5 separate regions of the Mus musculus genome follow, and all the other regions are linked to region 1. Evidence: chromatin contacts called from public HiChIP or PLAC-seq and promoter capture Hi-C data. All regions are on one chromosome and are shown on one strand. Each heading gives the region's core, a stretch centred on a gene start, on an enhancer-like site or on the middle of the called end of the contact. The rest is flanking DNA. Distances are from core to core; before and after follow the strand shown. Region 1 holds the start of Eapp (E2F-associated phosphoprotein). Region 2 overlaps Gm35239 (a long non-coding RNA gene). Region 3 has its middle 37 kb from the start of Gm40423. Region 4 holds the start of 1700031P21Rik (RIKEN cDNA 1700031P21 gene). Region 5 overlaps Gm34894 (a long non-coding RNA gene).

The links. Promoter capture Hi-C pulls out the DNA fragments that hold promoters and counts their contacts. HiChIP or PLAC-seq counts read pairs in DNA pulled down with a chosen protein or histone mark. Capture Hi-C pulls out chosen DNA fragments and counts their contacts.
Region 2: a contact with region 1 is called in a promoter capture Hi-C map of liver, with 2.0 times the contacts expected there. The contact joins the enhancer-like site here to the promoter of Eapp in region 1. A contact is called at or near these places in 4 of 39 promoter capture datasets (the 3T3-L1 cell line, hippocampal neurons and liver), 1 of 115 datasets of contacts at active chromatin or transcription factors (astrocytes) and 1 of 9 other capture datasets (adipose tissue).
Region 3: an H3K27ac HiChIP or PLAC-seq map of embryonic stem cells shows a contact between it and region 1, with 6 times the contacts expected there. The contact joins the enhancer-like site here to the promoter of Eapp in region 1. A contact is called at or near these places in 4 of 39 promoter capture datasets (cranial neural crest, embryonic stem cells, hippocampal neurons and 1 more) and 2 of 115 datasets of contacts at active chromatin or transcription factors (astrocytes and embryonic stem cells).
Region 4: a contact with region 1 is called in a promoter capture Hi-C map of adipose tissue, with 8 times the contacts expected there. The contact joins the promoter of 1700031P21Rik here to the promoter of Eapp in region 1. A contact is called at or near these places in 12 of 39 promoter capture datasets (the 3T3-L1 cell line, 3T3-L1-derived adipocytes, the C10 cell line and 6 more), 2 of 484 Hi-C or Micro-C datasets (B cells and round spermatid), 9 of 115 datasets of contacts at active chromatin or transcription factors (astrocytes, cardiomyocytes, double positive thymocytes and 6 more) and 2 of 9 other capture datasets (adipose tissue and liver).
Region 5: a contact with region 1 is called in a promoter capture Hi-C map of liver, with 7 times the contacts expected there. The contact joins the enhancer-like site here to the promoter of Eapp in region 1. A contact is called at or near these places in 10 of 39 promoter capture datasets (the 3T3-L1 cell line, 3T3-L1-derived adipocytes, the C10 cell line and 5 more), 1 of 484 Hi-C or Micro-C datasets (B cells) and 2 of 9 other capture datasets (adipose tissue and liver).

What each region holds. Positions count from the first base shown.
Region 1 is chr12:54,694,469-54,697,168 of GRCm38.p6, forward strand. It overlaps Eapp (E2F-associated phosphoprotein), which reads right to left and starts at 1,426. Exons shown (of 6, transcript NM_025456.4): 1 at 1,243-1,426. The coding sequence starts at 1,316. It overlaps Gm22513 (a small nuclear RNA gene), which reads left to right and starts at 2,314; the gene lies at 2,314-2,477.
Region 2 is chr12:52,635,328-52,638,027 of GRCm38.p6, forward strand. All of the region lies in intron 3 of Gm35239 (a long non-coding RNA gene), which reads left to right. Among named protein-coding and RNA genes, the nearest start is that of Gm23296, 32 kb to the left of the region's middle. Within about 2 kb of position 1,329, at least 68 of the 459 cell types and tissues checked have an H3K27ac peak or open chromatin away from gene starts, as enhancers often do.
Region 3 is chr12:52,396,695-52,399,394 of GRCm38.p6, forward strand. No RefSeq gene overlaps it. Among named protein-coding and RNA genes, the nearest start is that of Gm40423, 37 kb to the left of the region's middle. Within about 2 kb of position 1,272, at least 107 of the 459 cell types and tissues checked have an H3K27ac peak or open chromatin away from gene starts, as enhancers often do. A contact at or near this core is called in embryonic stem cells, hippocampal neurons and liver, where this site is marked.
Region 4 is chr12:52,601,030-52,603,729 of GRCm38.p6, forward strand. It overlaps 1700031P21Rik (RIKEN cDNA 1700031P21 gene), which reads right to left and starts at 1,293. Exons shown (of 3, transcript NR_045910.1): 1 at 1,151-1,293; 2 at 961-1,026. Gm35239 (a long non-coding RNA gene) reads left to right here and starts at 1,924. Exons shown (of 7, transcript XR_001780617.2): 1 at 1,924-2,700.
Region 5 is chr12:51,842,814-51,845,513 of GRCm38.p6, forward strand. It overlaps Gm34894 (a long non-coding RNA gene), which reads right to left. Exons shown (of 3, transcript XR_381584.4): 2 at 1-2,348. Among named protein-coding and RNA genes, the nearest start is that of Gm34894, 7.7 kb to the right of the region's middle. Within about 2 kb of position 1,253, at least 393 of the 459 cell types and tissues checked have an H3K27ac peak or open chromatin away from gene starts, as enhancers often do. A contact at or near this core is called in B cells, adipose tissue, hippocampal neurons and 1 more, where this site is marked.

The DNA.
Region 1 (2,700 bases), core at 176-2,675:
ATTATAATAAATGTACATCAATAATAGGAAGAAATAAAACAACAAAAATGAATTAAGTCAGGGCCAGCAAGATAACTCAGCAGCAGACAAAGGGCTTGTCACCAAGCCTCATGACCTGAGTTCAATTTCTGGGACCCACATGGAAGGAGACAAGTTGTAGATTAAGACGCGGAGAAAAAAGCCAGGCGTGAGCTGGGCGTGGTGGCGCAAGCCTTTAATCCCAGCACTCGGGAGGCAGAGGCAGGTGGATTTCTGAGTTCGAGGCCAGCCTGGTCTACAAAGTGAGTTCCAGGACAGCCAGGGCTATAGAGAAACCCTGTCTCAAAAAAAACAAAACAAAAAAAAAAAAAAAAAAAAAAAAACTGCGGGAAAAAGAACAACAAAGCAAAAGCCAGCTGCAAGAAATGCCTTGGACATTTTTTTCTTGTTTTAAGACAAAATCTTACGTAGCCCAGAACCAGCTTTGAACTCTTCACCCTCTGGCCTCCTAAATGATGGGATTATAGGCATACACTACCATGTCTGACTTAATTCATTTAACTTTTAAATTACAGTTTTAAAAATGTTGTGTATAGCCGGGCATGGTGGCGCATGCCTTTGGTCCCAGCACTTGGGGGGCAGAGGCAGGCGGATTTCTGAGTTCGAGGCCAGCCTGCTCTACAGAGTGAGTTCCAGGACAGCCAGGCTATACAGAGAAACCCTGTCTCGAAAAACAAAAGAAAGAAAGAAAGGAAGAAAGGAAGGAAGAAAGAAAGAAAAATGTTGTGTATATGGGCATATGGGTGCTATGGCATGCGTGTGGAGATCATAACTTAAAAAAAAAAAAAAAGCCCATTCCTTTTTTTTTTTTTTTCCATTCTCTATTCCCTAGTTTCTACTTGACAGTCTTCAAGATAAGTACTTCGTGCTAAGGGCCAGGCCCTCACTAGCTTAGGACACTGTCCCATACTTGTATTTCCATTTACAGATGCGAGGCCGAGAACTGACTTGCCTTCGGTCACAGTGCTAGTAAACGGTAAACAGGGTTCCATCTAAGGCTTCACGCCTGGGGGCCCACGTAATTCCGGAACATCCCTCTTCCCGCACTGCTGTCCATCCTGGTTCCCTAGAGACTGAGCAGCGCCATCAAGCGCCCCGAGGCTCCCGCAAGTGAAGCGGACGACACTGCGCCCAGGGACGGCCGGCGCGAACAACACAACGGCCTCAGCCAAGGCAGGGCGGAGACGCGGGGCAGCGGCCCACCTGCTCAGAGCCGGCTCCTCGTCGCTCGGCTCTTCCACCGCGTACGGGTCATAGTCATCCTGGAGTCGGTTCATGGCGACCTGAGGACGCCTACACCGCCCCGGCGTCTGTGTACTCCGCCAGCGCCTTCCCCAAAGCTTCCCGGAGACTCCACTTCCGCCCGTACTGCGAGTCCTTCCTGTGCGCCTGCGCAAGCCGTCCAGTGACAAGGATGCAAGAGACGGGGCGTGCGGAGGGTCAATGTTAACACGTCTCTACGTTTTCTTTTCCGCTGAAAATAGCAGTTGTCTTTGTGCATTTTTCTTCTCGCCGCCGCCGCCGCCGCCACCTCCTCCTCCTCCTCCTCTTAACTTAAGCTTTATTTAGGTTTTGAAAAGGTCTCACTAACCCAGTCTAACCTGTAACCAGTTATGTAGCCCAGGCTGGCTTCGCTCTGCTTACCGTGACCTGCGGAGAGCTGAGATTACAGTTGTATATCACTATCCAGTCAGATTTATTTCTTCAAAGTTGTTATCTTAGCCCTTCTCTCATGGTTTTTATTAGGTTTATTGGCTGTGTGCAAGTAAATAATGTATAATAGACCTACTCAGAAAAACACCACGGAAAAACGATTTTTCTTTTACTAGTTAAACTTAACAAGGGTGGATCTCTTAGAATCCTGTCCTCCGCTAGCAGAAACTGAATTGAGCTAAAAAAAACTTTTTCTTTGCCCAGAGCCTGGGCAGAAGCTTAGGTTTTGAATTCCAGATTCGATTGCCCACTACCAACAAACCCCGCCCCCGCCTCACAGCCTTAGTGGGCGGAGTCGCGTTGAGGGGCCTACAGACGAGTTCCCGCGGCGTCACCACAAAGGCGTGGAATATGTAGATGAGAATTTCACGCAAAGGCTACCGGTTCTCCCTAAATAGACATTTTTTTCCGTTATTGATAATATTTACATAATATAAGCGTATATTTATGGATCAAGGTTAGAAAAGAGAATATAATGTAGAGAAGACGCATTGAGGAAGAGACCGTAGTTATAAAGTAAGTATACAATGATGGAGAGCCTGCACACGGCACTCGCAACTCATACTTACCTGGCAGGGGAGATACCATGATCACGAAGGTGGTTTTCCCAGGGCGAGGCTCATCCATTGCACTCCGGATGTGCTGACCCCTGCGATTTCCCCAAATGCGGGAAACTCGACTGCATAATTTGTGGTAGTGGGGGACTGCGTTCGCGCTCTCCCCTGGCATTTTTGTTGAAAAAATAGAAAACATTTACTTTAGCATTGCGAAAGACTTGCTTTCTACCTGGTGTTTTAGTTTTTTTTTTTTTTTTTTTTTTAAAGATTTATTTATTTATTATATATAAGTACACTGTAGCTGTCTTCAGACACTCCAGAAGAGGGCATCAGATCTCATTACGGGTGGTTGTGAGCCTGGTTGCTGGGATTTGAACTTCGGACCTTCGGA
Region 2 (2,700 bases), core at 79-2,578, 2.1 Mb before region 1:
GGGACAGACTCAAGTATTTCCCAGCTGTTGTGGGCCCAGTTGTGTGTGTAATTCTGCCTGGAAGTGTTTACTCCTTGGTTGTCTAAGCAGAACTTTGTGGTGGCAAGTAAGGATTACTGGGCACAGCCAGCAGTTATCAAGAGATACGTGGTTATGCCAGTGAGCCTTACAGGAAAACGTTCAGCTTGGGGATCTTCAGCCACCCTCTTACATTGTACTGCTTGAGAGGTTTGTCCGGGGATTGTGTGCTGCACACATCTTCTAAAGACAGAGTCTTAGCTAGAATGTTTTCCAGGACTCTCAAGCTTCTCTCACTTCTCTTGTCTGCGTTGAAGCTCCTTCGACCTGGATATTGCAACAGCAACCCCTAGTGTGTTACAGGGTGAAAATAGAACTCCAGCTAATAAGGTGAGATGGAACAGGATGTGGCAAACAGGCATCTTGTTGTTTATTGAGCATCACAGGCAGAACTAAATAAGCAATATCATCGTGTTTTCTAGGTCTGGACAGCTGGGAAAAAAAGAAGGTAGCAGGAAGTTAGGTTTTAGATTACTTTAGAAAAGAATGCATATGCTAAGAGCCAGAGAGTAGGAGGGGATCAGTAGGTCACTGGAGAAGGGAGCTGGTCTTGTGAACAATTTGCTAGTCTTCCAAAGGCTGAAAAACTTGGCTGTGCACAGAGAGAGTGGTTAGGGCTTGGTCACAAAGGTCTTGCAGCTGATCTTTCAGATTGGAGGCCTACAATGGGGGCAAACGTCTTTTTCCCCTTAAGGTGGTTAAATTGAAATTCTAGAGATGTCAAACAATAAACTAAAGGCTATCAAAGCGTCAGTGGATGGTAGGTATTTACTAGTAATAGAGTTTTGATGAAAAGTTCTAGATCCAAGTAAGATAGGGAACTATAAAGAAGGTGGTGGTGACGGTGGCAATGGAGAGATGAGGCAGAGGGGATGGGAATGGGGACAACAGAGCCCACTCTCATGGAGCTTACAGTTTGTTCAGCTGCCAAGGATCAGCTCACCACAGCTTAGACCTTGGTGTTTGTATGTTTTGAGCATGAGTCACATACCGGCAGAGCGTGATTCCTCAAATGGAAAGTACCCATATAGTTCAAGATGTTGTCTCCTGCTTGCCCTGCCTGTCTCTTCTGAAAAAAGTGTAATCCCAAATGCCGGGTCCACCAAAGGGCTATTTTCTAAAGAAAGAATGATGGAGCCATGTACTTTTGAATGGTGAAGATGACAAACCTTGAGGTGACAGGACGGTGATGATGGGGTAAATCCTGACCCTAGGGGTGCTGAGCTGTGGCTTTAAGGACTCTGTTTCTCAGGGTCAAGTTTCACTCCCCATAGAAACAGCTGCATTGGCTCCTGCCAGGTCCTTTCCAGCAATAAGAAACGTTGTCTCAGGAGGCAGATACCATTTGAGAAAGTACAGAGCATAGGACATCTTGGGGACCCTATTATTTGGGGATGAGGGAAGACCAGACTGAACCTGAAAAGCAAAGAAGAGAGCATGAAGAGGGAGTATGAATCTAATAATCAAATTCAAGCTGCTAAGTGTTTCTAGGATTTTTATTCTAGGGTTCATTTTCTTTTTTCTGTTTTTTAGGGGGGGTTGTTTGTTTGTTTGTTTTCTGAGGCAGGGTTTCTCTGTGTAGCCCTGGTTGTCCTGTAACTCACTCTGTAGACCAGGCTGGCCTCGAACTCAAAAAATTGCCTGCCTCTGCCTCCCAAGTGCTGGGATTAAAGGCATGCGCCACCATTGCCCAACCCCTCAGGTTCATTTCCTGACTTGCATTTACTTAGGCCTGAGAGTGGTACTGTGGATATGATTGTTGGATGTTTGGGAGAAACACAGTTAATCTTACTTTTGTAGTTCAAATTATTTTTCAAAATTACTCACAAAGCTCACAGTCGTAGTCCCGATTCCTAAGTTGCAGTGGCTTCTTTAAGAACTACATGGTGTGGGTTTTCCTTTTGTATGGGATGTTTTTCCATTACCTTTCTTGTTCAGGGCAGGGCACTGCAGAATGAGATCCTTAGTCCTAGAAAGCAAGCCATCTGCCTTGTGTAGTACCTGAAATAGACACTGAATTATGGTGGTTCTCCTGTGTAACTTTGACAACTGCACAGCTTTTCTCCTTAAAAAGAGGCAATGCCAAGTCCATGGATGATTTTTTTTATATATACTATAATTGCATCTCCACAAACACAGGTGACAGATGACAGTGAAAGCTTCTGTTGGGACTAGTGCTGTTTTCAATGCAGAAGCTACGCGCTGGGTTTCTAACACGGAGATGGTATTGATCCAAGCCTTTGCAGTTGATCATCCAGGGTTTCCTTGTGTTATGCTTCTTCCTGCAGTTTCTGCTTCTCTGTGAAAACCAAAGTATCATGTAACCAGGATTGTAGGGTGGAGTGTGAGTGCGGCTTTAAAATATGCAGAATCCTTTCCAACACATCGGGCATTTACAAAAAAAAAATGTTTTTCACGTTGGGGATTGAATTCAGAGACTCGTGCTTGCTAAGCACACCCTTAGCCCCGCTAACTTTTAAAGAACTGATACCAAGGACCTCTGAGAGACAAAAAAAAAAAAAAAAAAAAAAAAAAAAAAAAAAAAAAAAAAAAAAAAAGCTGGGTGGTTTTGGAATTTTCTATGTGAGTGTTCTGCCACCTGCTGGAAAGGGCTCAGCAAGT
Region 3 (2,700 bases), core at 22-2,521, 2.3 Mb before region 1:
AGTTACAGGGCTCATCAGCATGTTTGGCAATACAGAGGCACAGCCTTGGCCTGGAGACGGCTTCAGCCATCTGTTCTTTTCAGTGATAGGGAGAATGAGGCTGGGTTTGCTAGAGCCTGAGAAACACAGCAATGGTTTCTGAGGAGTGTGATCAATCCCGGTGCACATTTGGCTTTGCGTTTGTCTACGGGGATACCTAAAGTCACTGGGTGGTGGCCAGAAACTTGTGGTCAGAAACAGAAGGCAGGTTGTTGGTTTCTGAGGACTCAGGGAAGAGAGTGGGAAGTTGGGATAAATGGCTACAGAATGTTTAGAGTAGAATGATACAAATATTCTAAAATTAGAGAAGTAATATTTGCCCAACTCTACAAATACCCAAATCCCCTGTATCATATACTTTAGCAGAGCTGGGGGTCAAACCCAGGACTTTGTGCAAGCTAGGCGAGTACTGTCTACCCCTTACCCTAAATTACAAAGTTTAGAGGGTCTTTTATTGGATAGAGAGTATATCTCAATAAAGACATTGCTTTAAAAAGAAATCCATAATTTATAGTGAAAATAAATCTGAAAAGTTAGTCCACGAATTCCCGCAGTGTGTTCCTCAGTGGACTTATGAAATTATGCCAAATTTGTATCCTCACTTGAGGGGTTAAGTCAGCTGGAAAGGCAGGTATGCCCTGGACACAGGGCCCCAACCTCTACTTTCTCTCTGGAAGACTGGATCTGTCTTTGAGGGGACACATAGCGTTCATGTGGAATTGCCCTCAGCTGTGGTATCTGACCTCAACTCCTTCTATGACCAAAATCAAAAACCCTCCAAACAATCTTCTAAACTCCACAGGTTATACTTTTTAGCCTCTAGAAGTGTTCCACATCTGGCCCCCAACCTTCCCTCCAAACCAGACCCTGAATGACCCTGATAAATGCAACCCAGTTGTCCAACACCCACCTCTCTCCTGCAGAACAAAACCAATTGCAAACAGATGGGAATTTCCACGTGGGCCAAATGGACATCAGGCAGGAGAACAGAGGGACCCTGTTGGGAGATGTTGCCTAGTAGGGAGGCAGGCAGGAGTTCACTTCCTGGGGGCCCACTGGCTGTAAAGTGCTCTGAGATATGAGTACCCCAGGGGAGGGGAAACTGTAGAGGCCAGCACAGCTAAGTGCTGTATTTGGCAACTCCAGGAGGAAAGGGCTGGTGGGAGGACAGGAAGACTCAGAGCTTCTAGAAAGCAGACACTTCCTACTTAAAAGATGTCTGAGGAGTTGAGTGGGGACTCATGGGGCCTTCTGTGAAGACCTGGACTGGATGGGAAGTTCATTTGACAGAGAGAATAGAAACAAGACAGTTCATTTTTATTTTTGATGAAGTGAAACTTCAGCTTTAAAAAAAAAAAACAAAAAAACCAACAACAACCAAAATCTTGTGGTAACCAAAGTCTATTTCACAGATAAACACAGAAAAGCGCCATTGGCTATAGACATCCACCTTCAGGAACTGTGCCCTGAAAACCACGTGAGTGGCTGTTTGAAGGTCATGAATGGATTTGACTGAGCTGTCTAGCAGGAGAAGAAAACAAGCAAGCAGAAAGGGAAGAGTTTAAAATAACAAGGGGAATCTTTAAATAGAGCTATAGAGCTGCATAATGAACCTAGTCCAAGGGTTACAAACAAGCTTTTCCTTCAAAGTTTCTATGGTAACTAGATAGAATCTACAGCAAGAGTGTTGTTAATGAAATACTTCTGGGCCAATGTGTAGCAGTTAAGTAATGCATAGTGACTTTGTACAGGCTCCAACACAGGTCATGTTTTAGCTGCTGTGTCCTTGATTCCTAGCAAAAATTAGACATTGAATATGGTGAGACTCGGGTTACTACAGGCCCTGATTTATCTCCATAGCAGAAATCTTGAAGGCTGGTGTTGATCCAAATCACTTGGAATGAAAAGAGATCGCCCGCTTCCTGGTTCCCCTGCCTTCAGCAACAGTTTAGGTCCATTTGACACATGTGCAGTGTTAATTTGGACAGTTAGAGTAAGTGCTTGTGACTAACTAATTTTATCTGTACACAAAGAACAAACACAGTCTGCCGAGGTAAGTTGGAAGCTATTTTTGAACGTGTCTAGGAAGCAGTGGAAAGGCTTGGACATGGGGGCCAAGCAATGATCCTCGAATCCAGCCAATTGTGAGCAATGAATCACAGAGCAGATTGCTGAACCTTCCTTTCTGTCTCAGTTTCTCATGAAATGAGCCCAAAGATAGAATTGACCTAAAAGTTGGCTGATGGATTAAAGGAGATTGAAATATATATTATGTCCATAAAAACCTGCCTACAAACATCACATTTGCAACATATGTCCTAGAGTTCTTTCTCTGATGTCATTTTGGCTGATGTAGTCCCAACTCCCATTGTAAGATCAGAAAACCCTGAAACTAAAACTTTACAAAGCACAAATGGGAAAAAAATTGCAAACCAATATTCTTCATGACTGTAAATATACAAATTCATAAATAAAATGTGTAATAAGAATTTTTGGCAAGTCAATAGGTCTATAAACTTTGGTTAGGTAGAATCATTTAAGTTATCAATACTATCAACACTAATACATTTTGAGCCCCAGACAATGCTGGGTCCACGTATATAATATTTTATCCCAGCCTCAATGTCATCATTTTATAGTGTAGGCTTACTATAAAACATA
Region 4 (2,700 bases), core at 43-2,542, 2.1 Mb before region 1:
AAAAGAAAACTAAATCTTACCCACATACTTTGGAGTCCTCAGAAGTACTGAAAATCAGTGAGATTGGTAAAGGCGCTTGCTATCCAGCCCAATGAATGAGGGTTTTATCCCTAGAACCTACTTGGTGGAAGGAGAAATCTAACTCCTGGCAAATTGTCCTCTGACCACAACACACATGCAAAGGAAATAAATAAACAATGCAATAAAAATATTAAAAGAAGTACTAAAACCCATTTAACCTCATGGGGATGTTGAGATAAAAATCATTAAATTAATGCTTGTTTACTGACCTAAACCTGAAGTTGGCTTGATTAAGCATTCATTCAGACATCTGAATGTTAGTTTATGGAAACAAAGGGAGGGGGAGGGGGAGAGGTGAGGTGAGAGGGAGGGACTGTGAGGAGAGGGAGGGAGGGAGGGTCTCAGAGGAGAGGAGAAAGGGGAAGTTGCAATCTAGATGGAAAGTAAATAAATACAAAATTATCATAAAAGGCAGGCTAATAGAAAGTTACACCAAAGCATTTTTAAAAAGCATCTAATTGGAAATTTTAATTCAATAGACCTGTCATTTTCACTCCTGTTTTTCCTGGGGGAAGAACAGTGTTTTATTACTTTTCAAAAGTTGTTAGAAAACAACCAACTTTCTTTTTTTTTTTTTTTGAGACAGGGTTTCTTTGAATAGCCCTGGTTGTCTTGGAACCCACTCTGTAGACCAGTCTGGCCTCGAACTCAGAAATTCGCCTGCCTCTGCCTCCCGAATGCTGGTATTAAAGGTGTGCGCCACCACCGCCCGGCTCTGCGTGACTTCATAACCCTTCTTTTTCTGCATATCAGAAAACCGGTGCCAATTAAACAAGTTTTAAAATTATTTTCTCATGCCAAGTTGGAGGAAAGATGGGAGGACGAGGAGAAGGGAAAAAAAAAAAAAAGAAACTCTAGTTAAATTAAGTAGTAACTTGCCTTGTCCTTCGGTAGTTCGTTTGTTAATGAATTGAGACAGTTTGTATAGGTGTTGTACAGGACTATCTTCTGAAACAAACAAAATCTATCTTACCACATTCTGTAATGTCTACTGGCAAAAGATCATCTCAGCTGGGCTTGTTGACCCACACCTGCTCATAAAGGGGCAGGGAGGTCAGGCGACCCTTACCTGAGTATCCACCCTACCTACTGTAGTACGCAATTTTATCCATAACTAGAAGTGGCCTCGCTGAGGGGAGGGGTAGAGTCTGTAACCTAGGAAGACTAAGGGAGTGGGGTGGCTGGGTGGAGAAGTCTTCATCCCGACTGGGTAAAGGCTTTCTAGGCGTAACTTGGGGGGATGAACACCCTGGCTCTGTGAGCAACTCCTCCTTTACGTCATAGAAGGAAGCTCAACTCACCATTCCCTCCGCAGAGTGTCCTTTGGAGGACTCTTCTGTTTGCTGCTGGAACAAGGATAGGCCTTGTCTGTCTGCTCAAGAGAAGGAATTTTAGCTGACTAGCCTAGGCTGGGCTTGTATTCACTATGTAGGGAAATCTGCCCTTGAACTTCTAGTTCTTCTCTGTTTCCCACCCAAGTACTGGGATTACAGGCAGGTGCCACACCACAGCCGACTAATGGTGATAATTATAAGCACACAGGAAAACCTTTGCCCAGACTTCATTCTGAGAAATACTGAAACCACACCAAACTAGCAGTTTCTGACCTTTGTCCCTCATTTTACAGCCCACAAAGCTATGACTTGAACAGCTAAGACTTCGCTGTTATTTAAAATTACAACAAATATTTCCTCCAAGTAGGTATGTTTTACACATTTGTATCATAACAGGGCTAACATGTCATTTAATATACAGGAAAAGGAACGGAAGTACAAGAGTGACTCTGCTATTATTCTACTCCAAAGTGAGCAGTGTAAATCCTTAAATTTCCCTCTCAGGCCAAGTAGGTGGGCTTCCGCCCTTGCATCTGTGTTCCGGATGTTTGGTTACCAGGCAACGTCTAGCGCCTGCCAGACACCTGTGAAGGGGTGCGGCCCCTGGTCCCCGAGCCTCGGTCCTGGACCTAATCGGCGCCTGCGCAAAATGTGCACAGGCAGGCGTTACCTGCGACCGGCCACCCGCAGAGAGTGGACGGGCGTGGCCGCCCAGTCAAACTCGCGGGTCCAGGCCGGGCAGCGCCTGCTGGGAACAGACTGTACCCCAGGCTCTAGAGGACCTCCCCAAGCTTTTGCTGCGTTCCTAGAGTATGGTGCCCATAGTTCTGGGACCGAGTAGGCTATGCTGGGGAGGGGTCACCTGGCGGGTTGGGCATACTTCAACAGGCATTGGACTAGTGGAACATAGGTAACAAGTGTCCTGTTTTAGTGTGTGGGGGGAGTAGGTGATCGAGTCAGGGCCCTGGTCACTTAGCTGCCACACATTTCTCAAGCTCCCACACAGACGTAGGAGAACAGCGAGCCTCCCAGCGTGCCGGATAGCGGACTGCTTAGAGAACTCACTCCCCTCCCCAGGCCTCTAGAGGAAGGCTCTTACCCAACATGCACCAGGAGCTAATTTGCATAACCCCAAGGTAAACCACACGGACCCACGCCGCCAGCGTGATCCCCACTAAGCAGCAGGGGTTCATGAGCATAGCTACACAGTTTCACTGAAAAAACTTTTTCTTTGTTCCCGGGTTTACTGGGAGGCTAGGAGAAAAACGCGGGTCAAAGTCACCCT
Region 5 (2,700 bases), core at 3-2,502, 2.9 Mb before region 1:
TTTGTCATTCTAGTCAGTAAGAGCACGTTCTGAAAGGAGGTCAAAAGCTTGATGATATGTCAACAACAATGATAAAAATAATTAGGATTAAATAAAAACTATGAAATGTACTTCAGGACGATCCACTGTTGTTTGCAATAGACTGTGATAAGAACAAAAATTCTTCATCGCTCAAATTGCTTTCTGGGGACATTTCTACAAAAAAAAATCAACTCAAAGAAATCTCTGATTGCTCAACAATACAGTATACATCAGCTGAAGGTGAATTCATTTTAAAAAATACACTCATAGCTTTCCAACAGGGAGGAGACATAGATGATTCTCCAAAATAGGTGTAATCTGTTATTTTAATGTCTGTTTCATTGGGTCTGATGTTGACTCTTTCTATCAGGTTTTAGTTTTTGAGAGACAAACTTTGGTGATAGAGCCCAGAATAGCCCTGAATTCTCAATGCTCCCACATCAACTTCCTGTGTGATTTTTTTTTTAATGGACCAGATATTGACTTTTAAGAGATAGATAGGGCCAGAATCATCTAGAGTCTGCAGCCCCCCCGGTGAGCTAGATACTCTATTTCAGGGCTAGCAGCGGAACTCAATGGCAGCGCACTTACACCTACCTAGACCTCTAAGTCCTGGCTCTGATACCTGGAACTGAAAAAAATACCTATTGTGTGTCAGAATGCTGTCCCAGCACACAGCTGGCTCAGAAGGAAGGACTGACTACAAAGCAAGTTCTTGGCCAGCCTGGGCTTCATGCAGTCAGGCTGCACAATGAGCAAAAATGAAAACTAAATGGGATAGGGAAGGGGAGAAGGAAGTGGGAGAATAGAGGGGAGTAGGGTTGGGAAGAGAGGCCCTTAGCCTCTGGAGGAGGCAGCATTTACACTCTGAAGCTGGTGGTTCATTATTCAGAAGATGAACTTTGGTGTTTTACTCCTGTCCACATTGGAAGAAGCATTGTCTATACTCAGGTGTTTGGAACTGCTGAGGCCGGTGTGTTCCCTAAATATTAATGAACGGGCACGTGTAATGTCCATGAGCATAATTTAACTATGAAGTGATTCTCCTTCTTAAAGAGCTCACAATGTCTTACTCAGTCTTGGAGAAGGGCAGCTGGACCGACAGCGATCTTAACGACTACAGAATTTTCCCTATGTGGGCCGGAGGGGTGGGGGTGGGGAGGGATAATTCAGTGACAGCGTGCTTGCCTAGCAGGCAAGCTTCCCTGGCTTCAGTCCCCATCTGCAAAGCAAAACCAAACAAATGTTCCTATGATCCTATCTTATCAGTAGACGGCTAGCCTTCTCTTCCTCTCTGCTAGCCACTCAAAAACATCTTTTTTACCACTAGGGAGGAAGGGAATCAAATATTGCTCTTTCACACTTAGGAGCTGCTTTCTATGGGAAGCTTGCTCTCCTAAGCCAAAGCAAGCTGCCCTTTCATTAGTGGTCTGACATCTTATTAGCAAACAAAATTGCTTAAGGCTTTGTCTTAGTGTCATTGTTCCATCTGGACTCAAGACGCAGCAAACCTAGCTTCAACCAACAGAAGGAACTCGATGTACTTAGATGTACTCGATAGTCACAGGCTTCAAGATCTGAGTAAGACATGTTTATTCTTGAAAGAATCCACTGAAATCCCTCCTTCTCGACTATTAGTTTTCCTCCTATAACCTGTGTGAAGTCGTGGGGGGATTTTTCTCGCCCCCACCCTGCAGTTTTCAGTGTCAGAAAACAAAGCACAGAATCTTCTCATAGTGGTGTCTTCAATAAGCCTAACATGCAACATCAATTAAATTACAGATTATTTTAGTACTAAGACAGTTCCGTTTCCTCTTTGGCCTGTTTTACGGAGGAAAAAGTACCTGCTCCAATCAGAGATTGATTTCTGATGGGTAAACAGAAACACGTTAGGGGGACTAGTTTTAGTTCTTAAATTCCAGTTCACAAAATGAGCCCCACCCCCACCCCCCGCAGGGCCAATGCTTCAGCTCGGCTCTTCCTTTTCTTCCTAAACAGAGTCGAGAGCTTGCTTGTAGCCTCCTTTTTCTTTGGAATACTCCCCTTCCTTGTCCACCTCCTCCCAGCCTGGCGCAGCGCTCGGAAGGCAGGACTTTGGGAAAGTCGCGCCTTTCTAAAGGAGTGGGTGCTGTTTACAGGCTCCGGCTGCTGGCCCCGAAGGTGACTGGAGTCAAATGTAAACCTGGCGTTTATCTCTCGCAGTCAAACATGTTGTGCAACCGGGAGCAGTGGGCACTGTGTGAAAGGTTGTTCCGGCAGCAGCCCCAGGTTCAGGATTACTCAGCTCTTCACCCTGAGCTATGTGGGACCAAGATACTGGAGGTCACCTGTGATGGAAAGACCAACGGGCCAATGAGAGGAACCAGGAGGCGGGGAAACAGTTCTTGGCAAACATTGCGGCACAGGGCAGGACATCTGAAGGAAAGTTGTTTTGTGACCTTTATTGTTTCCCATGAAAACTTTCTCAGGCATGAAACCTTAGAAGTCAGAGCAGTTTCTGGCAATACTGGTTTATTGGGGGGCCAAAACATGCTTTTTTGTAAAAGCCATTTTTCTTCTTTTTCTTGAGTCAAGATCCATCATCCCATGCAGCCCAGGGTACCTGAGAGCTGAGAATGACCTTGAACTCTTGGTCTTGCGGCCACCCCCCATTGACAGGCATGTTCTGCCAGACCCAGC